2 separate regions of the Drosophila melanogaster genome follow, and region 2 is linked to region 1. A link is a contact called in public Hi-C data. All regions are on one chromosome and are shown on one strand. The core of a region is the stretch at or near the end of the contact, and the rest is flanking DNA. Distances in the headings are between cores, read along the strand shown. Region 1 holds the start of mrt (martik). Region 2 holds the start of Sirt7 (Sirtuin 7).

The links. Hi-C and Micro-C count contacts between places; a contact is called where the count stands out from the background.
Region 2: a Hi-C map of the Kc167 cell line shows a contact between it and region 1, with 2.5 times the contacts expected there. The contact joins the promoter of Sirt7 here to the promoter of mrt in region 1. A contact is called at or near these places in 3 of 107 Hi-C or Micro-C datasets (the D17-c3 cell line, the Kc167 cell line and the PNm cell line).

Annotation. Positions count from the first base shown.
Region 1 is chr3R:27,281,130-27,286,566 of dm6, reverse strand. mrt (martik) reads left to right here and starts at 3,906. Exons shown (of 3, transcript NM_001260398.1): 1 at 3,906-3,950. CG3368 reads right to left here and starts at 2,787. Exons shown (of 3, transcript NM_143298.2): 1 at 2,663-2,787; 2 at 540-2,609; 3 at 1-481. The coding sequence starts at 2,725.
Region 2 is chr3R:29,054,632-29,059,382 of dm6, reverse strand. It overlaps Sirt7 (Sirtuin 7), which reads right to left and starts at 3,456. Exons shown (of 2, transcript NM_143407.3): 1 at 3,075-3,456; 2 at 179-2,854. The coding sequence starts at 3,239. The coding sequence ends at 704. CG11843 reads right to left here. Exons shown (of 4, transcript NM_001300649.1): 1 at 4,751; 2 at 4,337-4,610; 3 at 3,967-4,282; 4 at 3,546-3,892. The coding sequence ends at 3,617. Cul5 (Cullin 5) reads left to right here. Exons shown (of 7, transcript NM_143408.3): 7 at 1-111. It also overlaps asRNA:CR46107.

The DNA.
Region 1 (5,437 bases), core at 2,657-5,156:
TGTCGCGCACAAGAACGCAAAGGTAATGCAGTACCAATGCCTCCCAGCGATCGTGATTGCTATCGAGACAAACAGTCTCCGCGGTTTGGTTTTCATTTAGCCTCTTAAGAATCTGCTGCACAGCGCGATGGAGCAGCAGCCGCTGTCGTGGATTATCGTTCTTCAGCACGTGAAGGAACATTATGGCGAAGCCGGCACCACGTCGTGTGGTGCTCACTTGACGGCTTTCAGTCAGCAGCTCTCGCTCTAGGCAGTCGTGAAGCATTTGGAATCCCGAATCGCAGCTGTCTAAGCTACTGGTGATGGCACGGGTAAGTCTGCCAATGCTCAAGCCGGCCGCCTCTATGGCTCCTTTGTGCCGGCAAAGCGTCAAAACGGAAACATTAATATTGAGGCAACGACGCAGAGTCTCGGTGTTAACTGTTTTGGCAGACGTTTGCAATTGGTAACACCCAATGCTGGTGGCCAGATCGCAACAGCCCTGCAGAAGGATAAACAAATGATAAGTTTATCAAGAGTTAAGAAATATATCTACGCACCTTCAACGTTAACCAGAAGCTCATCAGTAAGTACTTTCGACAAGCCTCTTCCTCCCCATCACACTTGAAGGAGCTTTCGCTGACCAGCAGCTGGAGACTCTCGTCCATGTCCTGGAAACTGGCTGCTGTGGCTGCCTCTTCCTGTCGCCGGGCGTTGGCCACATTGAGGAACTTGAGAATGCCGCTGAGAATTCTCTCTAGCAATGGCAACAAATCCTCCAGAGGCGTCTCCACTGCCAAGCCAGCCTTGACCACCTCGTCCAAGGCGCAAAGATAGCCAAAGAGATGTCCTCCGCTCTTGGCGGTCTGCAAAGGATCTTCGAAGAAGGGATCTAATTTACCGGTAAGCCTTTTCAGGCACTCATCAAATATCTTTGATCCAGCTTGCTCTTTTGTAACCGCCAACTGTGCGTAGAGGGAAACCAAGGAGCATTGGTCCATATCAGACGTGTGGCACAGTTCGAAGCACCGCTCCACGCACTTTTCACTGTCCACATGGCCCATCTGAATCAACAGGGAGACCGTTAGGTCCAAAGCATCATCGAAACCTTGTGGATTGTTGAGGGTTTCGAAGAGCTGTTGCGCCATTTCCTTTGGACGAAAGACTCCGTGCTCCAGGAGAAATATGCCCATGCGCTGATTCTGCTGAGGACTGCACATTTTTGCATTTTTTGCGACTTCTTCTGCATATAGCGACCTATTTAGGATTTCCAGCAACTTCAGGGCAAAGATCTTGGGTTGATAAACCTCGCTGTGGATGTCCCGCTCAATCAGATGCTGAAGATGTGAAAAGAATCGCTTGATATTCTGAGCCAATGCATGGCCACCCACTCCGATGTCCGCCTTTAGAACCTTTTGAAAGTGCTTGGCCGTGTGATTGATAATCGTTGGCATCTTGCCCAGCATCGTGTTCCGGAACTCTGAGCTTTCCAGACAGCGATGTCGCTCTACAAAGCTGTGAAAGAAATCCAGACAGTCTTCGACGGCAAAGTTTCCCAGATTGTCAACCAGAAAGCGAAAGATCAACAGCTGCGCCTCCGTCTCCATCTGGCTGCAGTTGGTCAACAGCTCGGTGCTGATCTTAAAGAAGTGCAGCTTGGAGGTAGCATATATCTCCCTGGCGAACATGCTGAAGATCAGAATCAGACGTAATTGATCGCTCGGCGACCTTTCCTCCTCGGTGGCCAGGAACTCCACAATCTGAGGATTTGCTTGCAGCAGCTCAAACAACTCTTCCCGCTGTTGGATGCGCAGGAACCACTGCGAATGAAAGTTCTGAATCTCGGCCACACTGCCGTTAAGCAACAGCTCCACACTGGCTGCAAGTAGTGCCGGAGAGCGCTGGTTGCTCAAGCTTTTCACGGGATATTGACTGGCGGCCCGAAGTCCCTTATAGCTCAGGCTGAGCCTTAGGCCATTGAAGAACTCCTCTTCGCTTTGATTCGTTGCCGCCAAGAGATCAGGCAGGGAATGAGAGTTGAGAGCGCCGCTCAGCAGATAGTACTTGTTGCGATTCGTCCATGGCCAGAACTCCACAATCAAGCGAAAGTAGGAGAATGCTCTTTCCGGCTGTTTGCAGCAGTGGTTGTACAGCGTGAGCGTTTCCTCACGGGATCCCGTTTGCGTCTGGCGTTGCAGGCAGTGATAGAAGTGCTCCAACTTCAGCGGAAGGAGTTGCAGCTTGGGGAACTTCTTTACCAGCAAGTTTGTGGCCTTCAGCACGGCCATCAGGCTGGGATTGTTGCGCTGCAGAGCCTCAATTATGGCAGTGGTGCATTTTTCCTCCAGCAGCGCAGCATCGAGACGCTTCCAATGGTCGGTGAGCAGAATGGATTGGAGCATCAGGAAGGCAGTGGGTTGCTCGCTGGTCAAACGCTGGAAAAGATCCGCGAAGTGCGAGTCTTGTAGTTCGTACTTGTGCACTATGTGGTAGTACACACGGAAGCTAATGTTCAGGGCGGCTTGATTGGCACCACTGCACGTGTCCGCCTGCGCCGCCTCATCCTCCTCCGTCTGTATTCGTTGGGCCAGCTGCAGTGCGGCATCCTCCGGGCGGACATCTCCCAGGCCCTAGAAAGAACACAATATGTTACACCTCAGTCCCCGTGCCGTACTCAATTCACCTGCAGGTAGCAGAGGCAATCGCTGGGTCCGATTTTTGGCCGTTTTCCCGGAGATTCCGACATGCCCAATCTCAATTCTCACAACTTTCGTCTTACCACAACCAGGGCTCCACAAAACCGGCCACTGCGCTACGATAATTGCGCGGTAATCGATAATCGATGGCTTTTCGTTATCTAAAAACTTGAAACGCCCAACCGTTGTTGATTAAAAATTATGTTTCCAATTAATGTGACATATAATTTTTATATTTATCATTTATAGCGGTACCAAGTACTTCGTTTAGAGACTCAGTGTTTAAAATTTTCGTTATATTTTGTGAGGGATGGCTGTCTGGTAATGTTAACTAGGTACAGGGTACTGTATTCTGTTTTCTTTTACAGCGTTTTTAAATATTAAAAAGATGATAAATTTTTTTTTTTTTTAATAAACTTTATTAACAACAATCTTTGAATATAAAGCTTTCACAAAGCAGCTGTTTGATACAACCGATAAAATTAATTCGATAGCAGAAATTGCAGATCCGTAAGTTCAAAAGTTTTCTTGACAACCACAGCGCGTACAGGAAACGAGAAAAATATAATATTTTAAAGGTATTTCATGCAATCGATATAACAAACCGAAGACCAAATTGGCTCTTTGTTTTTTCAAGTGAGTGCTCCCTACAAAGTTCGTTATGATAAGAAAATGCATGTGTTTGTGCTCTTGGATTCAATGCTTGCAAGGTTTGCCTCGCGTTTTGTTTATTTATTTGCATACATGAAATTCAGATAAACGTGTGGATTTTCCTAGAACTGGTGCCATGCGTAATTAATGCAAATGCTTTCCGCATTTCCCAGCGTCGTGCTGCTCATCCACAGAGAATAGCTGCAGCCGATTTCAAGTTTCCTGTTCTGGCATCGCTCCCAGTTCGAAAACTCCAGCTTCCCCGCAACCCATCTTTTCGGTCCGCCCAATACTTGTAAATCTAGTTTCGACTGACTTCAGCACATGGCTTTCAGATGCGATACGAGATACAACCTATTCGCATTCTCGGCATCTGCCACCCCGAAAATTTCAAGGAAGCTCGGCTGAATGCGAATTTTTTGAACCAGTATTCAGCAGGTCGCCTATGTACTCGGTGTACATGGAGTTCTTATGCCGCAAAGGGGTAGTTTCTCACCTGTAAGAGGATTCACGAAAACCTTGTTTACCACACAGCTTGGCAGAAGCTCGATTTCCTACTGAGAATCCAATTTACAGTAGTCTCCCGTCGACAAGAACCTGAAATCGAATACCCAAAGGCCTAAGGTAATTCGATATCTTTGCTATTACACAAAAAGCAAGTTATTACAGTCGAGTGCGATTATCTGCGTTCACTTTGCTCTGACTACAGTGCGCACCAAAAGTAATCTCCCACAAGAACTTTGAAATGCTATAGTTAAATCCGTTAAGCCGTGAGTTTCGCTTTATTTTTAAATACTATTGCTCAGTTTCTAAGCTCAGTTATCCAACGGGCTTAAATCTCCAAAGTTTCAAACCTTTGAGCTAACACTCTTAACTTAATCTGCAATATTGAATTTAAAGATTATAGATAGTCTGAAACTTTCCGTTAGAGTCTTCTTCACTTCACGGAGAATGGCAGACGAGCGGAAAACAAAACTTGAAAAATCATTATACTCGATTTCAACATGTGTATACTACATTAAAACTGTAGCTTTTTGCAGTTTTTATTTGCTGTGTGTGTGTGTGTGTGTGTGTGTACGCGCGCGAACCCATAAATTTATATATTCCCCGAAATAACCCCGTTCTTAAAAAAAGAGCGGAATAAAAACGTAAATGGCAGCGAAAGAAGAAAAGGCGAAATAAAAAATAATAGGCAACTGTCTCTCCGGCAATCTCTCGCAATCTCAAAAACAACTAGCGACCATAACCATTATTTGTACCTTCCGAATACGAATACGAATACAAGTACGAACACGAATATATAACGTCGTAGCGCACACGCACACCAGCACAGGTGGCCGTTTATATAGTTGGGTTTTTGTAGGCCCGTTCGTCGCTTTTTCGAGTTTTAAAAATTAGTATTGAAATCGTCGTTAACGGCGACGGTTTGCCTCAGTTTTGACGCTTGAAAACGGTCGTATTTTCCACTCTCTCGCCGCTCTCTCGCTGGTAAGTGTGTGTGCAGTGAGCGAGCGCGTGCATGTGTTTGTGTGCAAGGTGTTGCTCTGCTTGGAAATAAATAAATAGTTCAAGTCGAACGAACTATTTGAAACTAATTGGCAGGCATGTGCATTAAGTTATCAACCGTTGCCATTAGCCGATTAGCGAAAAATGCCAGACAAAATATCACTTGTCAATAATGGATGTTAGTCACTGTGAAGGAAAGTTACGTTCTGTTTCTTTTTCTTGAAAAATTCTCAACTGCACATAACAAGCGTAAATTCGTTCGTCCCCGTCCGTGTGTGTGTGTGGGTGAGCCGAGCTGTGGCGAGAGCAAGACAGCGAGTTTAGTTCACTCTCTCGGCTCTCGCCAACCCGCACACCACCCCCCCCCCCCTACACCGTGCTCCATCTATTGGCTTATTATCGTATCTTTTTCATTACAGTGCTCTGCAGGCGATTTAAATTAAGTTGGCAATTACATTTCCATCTGGGAATTCAGTGGTTAGTGTGCCAGTTCGGAATTAGTTTGTTAATTGGGGCTGCCAAGGAAGAATCCGCCATGCAGAGCACACATCATGTGATATGTCATTCTGAAAGCTGCTTTTCGAACAACCCCCAACCACTGTGCG
Region 2 (4,751 bases), core at 2,207-4,706, 1.8 Mb before region 1:
AATGCCTAATCACACACAAACACTCACACGGGATCGCAAAACTATAACTAAAATAGCAATACTTTATGTTTAAGTTAATGAATAAATTTGGTTCTACACATAATGAAAGCGAATCTATTGCAGTTTTATTTTTAACTGGTTACTGCAACTGAAGGGCGAATAAAAATCGAATGCATTTCATTATACCATAATGCTTATTTTCTTTATTTAACTTACGTGTGTAGAGGGGCGGATGTTAGGTTAGCGTTCTAAAAGTAAAAACCTATATTAATAATTAAAAACAAGGTCAAATGATTTCTGCAGCAAGTGCACCAAAATACCAGGACAAGAGTTACACAATTGTGACATACAATCAAACCCATTAAAATTAAACTAAATATCGAAAATAGACAAAAACGGGCTGACCTATTAATATAATCAAAGACTGACAAATAGAGCATTTTAAAAAACACGTCTAAATAAAAGGAACCCTATTCTATTCTAGCTGCCACTATCATCTATGACTTATAAACCTATAGCTAAAATACTATTGAAGCGAGCATATGTCTCGGTGAGGGCAGGTCGATCTTTTCCGTAGAAAAGAAACAGCTAGCTCCTTCATATCAAGTATAAGATCAAACGTTTCCAAAAAGCCATTGACTCAAGGGTAATCATTTCACCTTCTTATCTTAGGGAGGAATCACGGCCGTACATAAATGGGAATCTACCGTCTCTTCCGACCTTTCTTATAGCCCTTGCCATACCATCCTGCCTGGGTTCGCGCCAACTTCCGTGGAAAACTCGTGCTCAGCTGCTGTCTTCGCTTTGCCGTTTCCGCCGCTGCTATGTGTGCCAAGGATATATTCTCATCGTAGTCATCGTCGTCGTCGGAAGTTGGACAGCACTCGCAGACCACGAACCGACCGCTTCTGGCCCGTTTCTTGTGTTTGCGCTGACTGAGGTTCCAACGCCGGTAAAACTGGCACTCCAGCTCCGCATACCGATCAAAGCAGAAGAAACAACTGGCAGCGGATCTGTTCATCGCAAAGTTCGGCACCACCTGCGAGTTCCAAATATTGAGATCCGCTGGTGGTGGGATCAGGATGCTATGCAGACCAGAATACGCGTACTTGGCATCGTACCACGTGGGTAATTGGCGAAGCAGCTCCTCATCGTTGTTTTGCCTCAACAAATCCATCTGGGCCAGCTCGCTTTCCTCCTCCTCTTCGTTATCGTTCTCTGTGCTGGAATCACCATCGCCCTCGCTCTTTATCTGTATGCTGGACGACTGAGAGGCAGGTGGCAGGACCAATTTGGGCTCAACAAAGGGTGTGGACAGTGGTGCTCCAATGGGCACCAGCGGTGGCAGCTGAAGCGGCTTTAGTCTTGATTCAGTTGGGACCGCGGACAAACATTCCGCATGAGTTTTTTGTATGGCGACTAGTTTTGGCAGCTCTGGAAAACCATTGCTCGGCGTTTCCTCCGTCTCTTCTTTGAGCGAAAGTGGTTCTAGCTTTGGTAGCAGCTCCAAAAGTTTCAACTCCTGCTGAAAATTGGTGTCCGAGCACTCTAATTTCTCCAGCTTAACTTCAGTCTCTATTTTAATGGACGACTCCAGCGTGATTAAGTCCTTCTCTGTTTTAACCTCCCCATTTGTTTTCACATGCTCCACCTTAATTTCCTCGTCCTGGCCATTGAGCGTCTTGAATTTCTGTCGGAGCTCCAGGTTAGTCTTAACTCTTCGACCATTTTTGATGGGTGTGCGAATGCGGGGTCCTTTGCCGATGGGAAGATCACTGTAGTTAAAGCTACAGCTCTCGCTGGAGATAGTCGAGTCTTGCGTTTCCTCAGTGGTAGTGGTGAAGGCCTCCTCCTCGTCGGCATTCTTCAGCAATGGTTGTGTAAGCGTGTGCAGTTCCTCGGGCATCAGAAGCGAAGCATGTGCGAAAATCGGATCCTTCTCTTTCGTGTAAACGGGAACTGGAATGTGGAGTAGATGCATCAATTGGGCCATCACCTGATCGCATTTCCCATTGATCTTTATGCTAGCAATCGCATCCTTGGGCGTCCACTGCAAGTTGACCACACAGATCTTTGCTCGCTGGCGGGCAGGCCGGTCCATCTGCCAAAGCCAAGTGTACTTCTTGAGTACCTTGAGACTGGAGCCCAAGCAGAGAATCACATCCGCTCGCTGCGCATTGGCAGTGGCTCCCGCCCAGTTCAATGGCCACTTGACGTTCCCCCGCTCTCCGAAGTGCACAATGGTGTCGTACAAAGGCTCCGAGCAGCGATGGCATAGGCGGTGGGTCTTGTGGCAATAGCGGGCAGTCATCTCCGTGGTGTCGAACTGGCGCCAGTAAACGCTGTTCGGTCGACAGTTCTTGCACACCTCCACGTACATGTTTCCATGGATTTCGGACAACGAATTTCTCGGTAATCCGGATCGCAAGTGCAGGCCATCACAATTCTGGGAGACCACATGATGCAGCAATCTGCGGCGATGCAGCTCATAAAGTGCCATGTGCGTGTAGGTGGGATTCGCGCTGGATAGATCATGCTCGCCGATGTCCTGACCCTTTTGGAGCAGTGTCCATATTCCCTGGCTACCGCGATAGTCCGGAATCAGGGCTGCCGTGCTTATACCGGCTCCCGTGTAGCAAACTAGATGCTTAGCCTGCGAAATGATGTTGGCCAACTGCTCCACCTTCGCCTCGATCACGTGCGGCGCATCCTCGCGTTCCACAACCCGCTCCTTGTATATCTCTACCCGCTCCTTGCGCTTCTTGGTCGTCTTCACCATGTCCGGGTGTTTCTCCAAAAACTGTCGATCTTCCGTCGTGCGCATGGAGTCGCATTTTCGCAGTATCATCGAGACCTGGAACATTTTCATAGATTAGCATTGGCTTGATAGGCGTACATACATGGCTTAATATATAGACCGTGGTTTATTTTATAATAACTTAGGGGGTTTGATCTTTTGGACACTAAAATATAATCAAAGATTGGTATTTGACATGAACTTTGTAATTTATAAACAATCTAAATTGGAACAAGCTCTGCCAGCGTAAAAACACACACACAGTCGCACTAATTACCCTTCGCATGGCATCCTTGCGTCGTCGCTTCTCGTTATCCTTCTTGGCAGGATTCATCTTGGCCCGCGTTATGTAAGACTGCGCCACGTCCATCTCCTGCTTGGGCTCCATCTCAGTGTTCTGCTCCTGATCCTGGTCCTTTTCCTCACCCAGATCCTTCTCCATGATCCGGCACAATTGGCAATTATGCGGGGACAAAATAAAATGCGCCGCAGCCAGGAAGGGGAAATTGTGATGTGGAATCCTGCGCAGGATGTCCGCTTACATCGTATTCGCCATGCGGCTTCAGACCTCTGGTCATTGGTAATTTACAATCCAAATCCAGCGACGACTTTTGTTTTGTAAATGTTTCTTTTTTTTGGGAAAAAAAGGTAAACAACTATCGATGACTGCATCGATATGTTCGGTCTATCGATTTCGTAGGAATGACTCGCTTCCACTTAGCAGCGATTCTAAATTAATCGGACTGTTAAATGCTTTTAAATTTAATTTTTTAAGTATTTAGTAAAAAATTTATATAAATTTACAGATCCAGATGTAATTTAAAACGTGGCCAAAGTTCGGGCTATCCAGCCTAAATAAGGATAGACGCGAGTGTAGATTCCGGGTATTCCTGGTGACCCACAGGACAAACCGGCCGACGTGATTCCCACAACTACGTACATACAGGGATATTCCCGATGGTACATTAGCAAAGGTCCTCCTGAGTCGCCGTTACAGGTGTCCTGGGCCATCTCCGAACCAACACAGAGCTGGTTGTTTCCATCGAATCCTCGAGGGAACTCCTCCACCTGCCGGGTAAGCAGTTTCTTGCACACCTATAAGGAAATAATATATTTATTAATGTGGATTATCCATGGGGATTTATAATATCCCATGCCAATTTACTTACCCAATTTCCGTAGCGCTGCAACTTCACCTTCAGCAGCTGGGCGGATGGCTTCAGCGCCAGGCCAGTGCTTCCCCACCCAACGGCTATGAAGGAGTCGGAAGAGCGTTCATCCTGGAACGGCAGACAGGCTGGATGCTTATATAGGTCAAAGACCACGGCCTCCGTCAGTTTGACAAGACCTATATCATGGTAGAACTGCGGATCTTCGTAGCCCGGATGGGCTATATACCCTGCAACCATATAGTCTCTGGGCGCCGCATCCTCATCCAAGGAATCGAAGTCGAGTTCGCCCAATCGCACAACATTCACCTCTCCCCTATAAAAATGAGATATTTATTCCTAACTTGAGCAGGGAAAAACCTCTGCTTACCTTTCCGATTCCAGGCAGTGAGCTGCGGTTAAGACGAACCGCTCGCTGATCAGAACGCCACCACAAAACCAGTCGGCACGGCTGCTCGGATCTGGGCGACGCCCCAAGCGGGCCATATGCGGAAATTCCCTGGGCTGGGCCGGATGACCACCGACGATGAGCGGCGTGTAGCTCCTGCAGTTGTCTATGATCCGACTCTCAATCGAAGCTCCGGGCAACAGGAAACCGAACTCGATTCTTTCCTCGAAAACGCTCTTCTTGTATCTAGAGCAAGCTGAACATTGCGATTTTCAATTTGATAATCCAATATTGATCAAAAAGAACAGCTCAGATCAGTGGTCAACACGTTAATATATTATAATATATAACTAGATCTTTAAAGCCACTTGCAAGGCTACTTCTTTGTCCACTTACA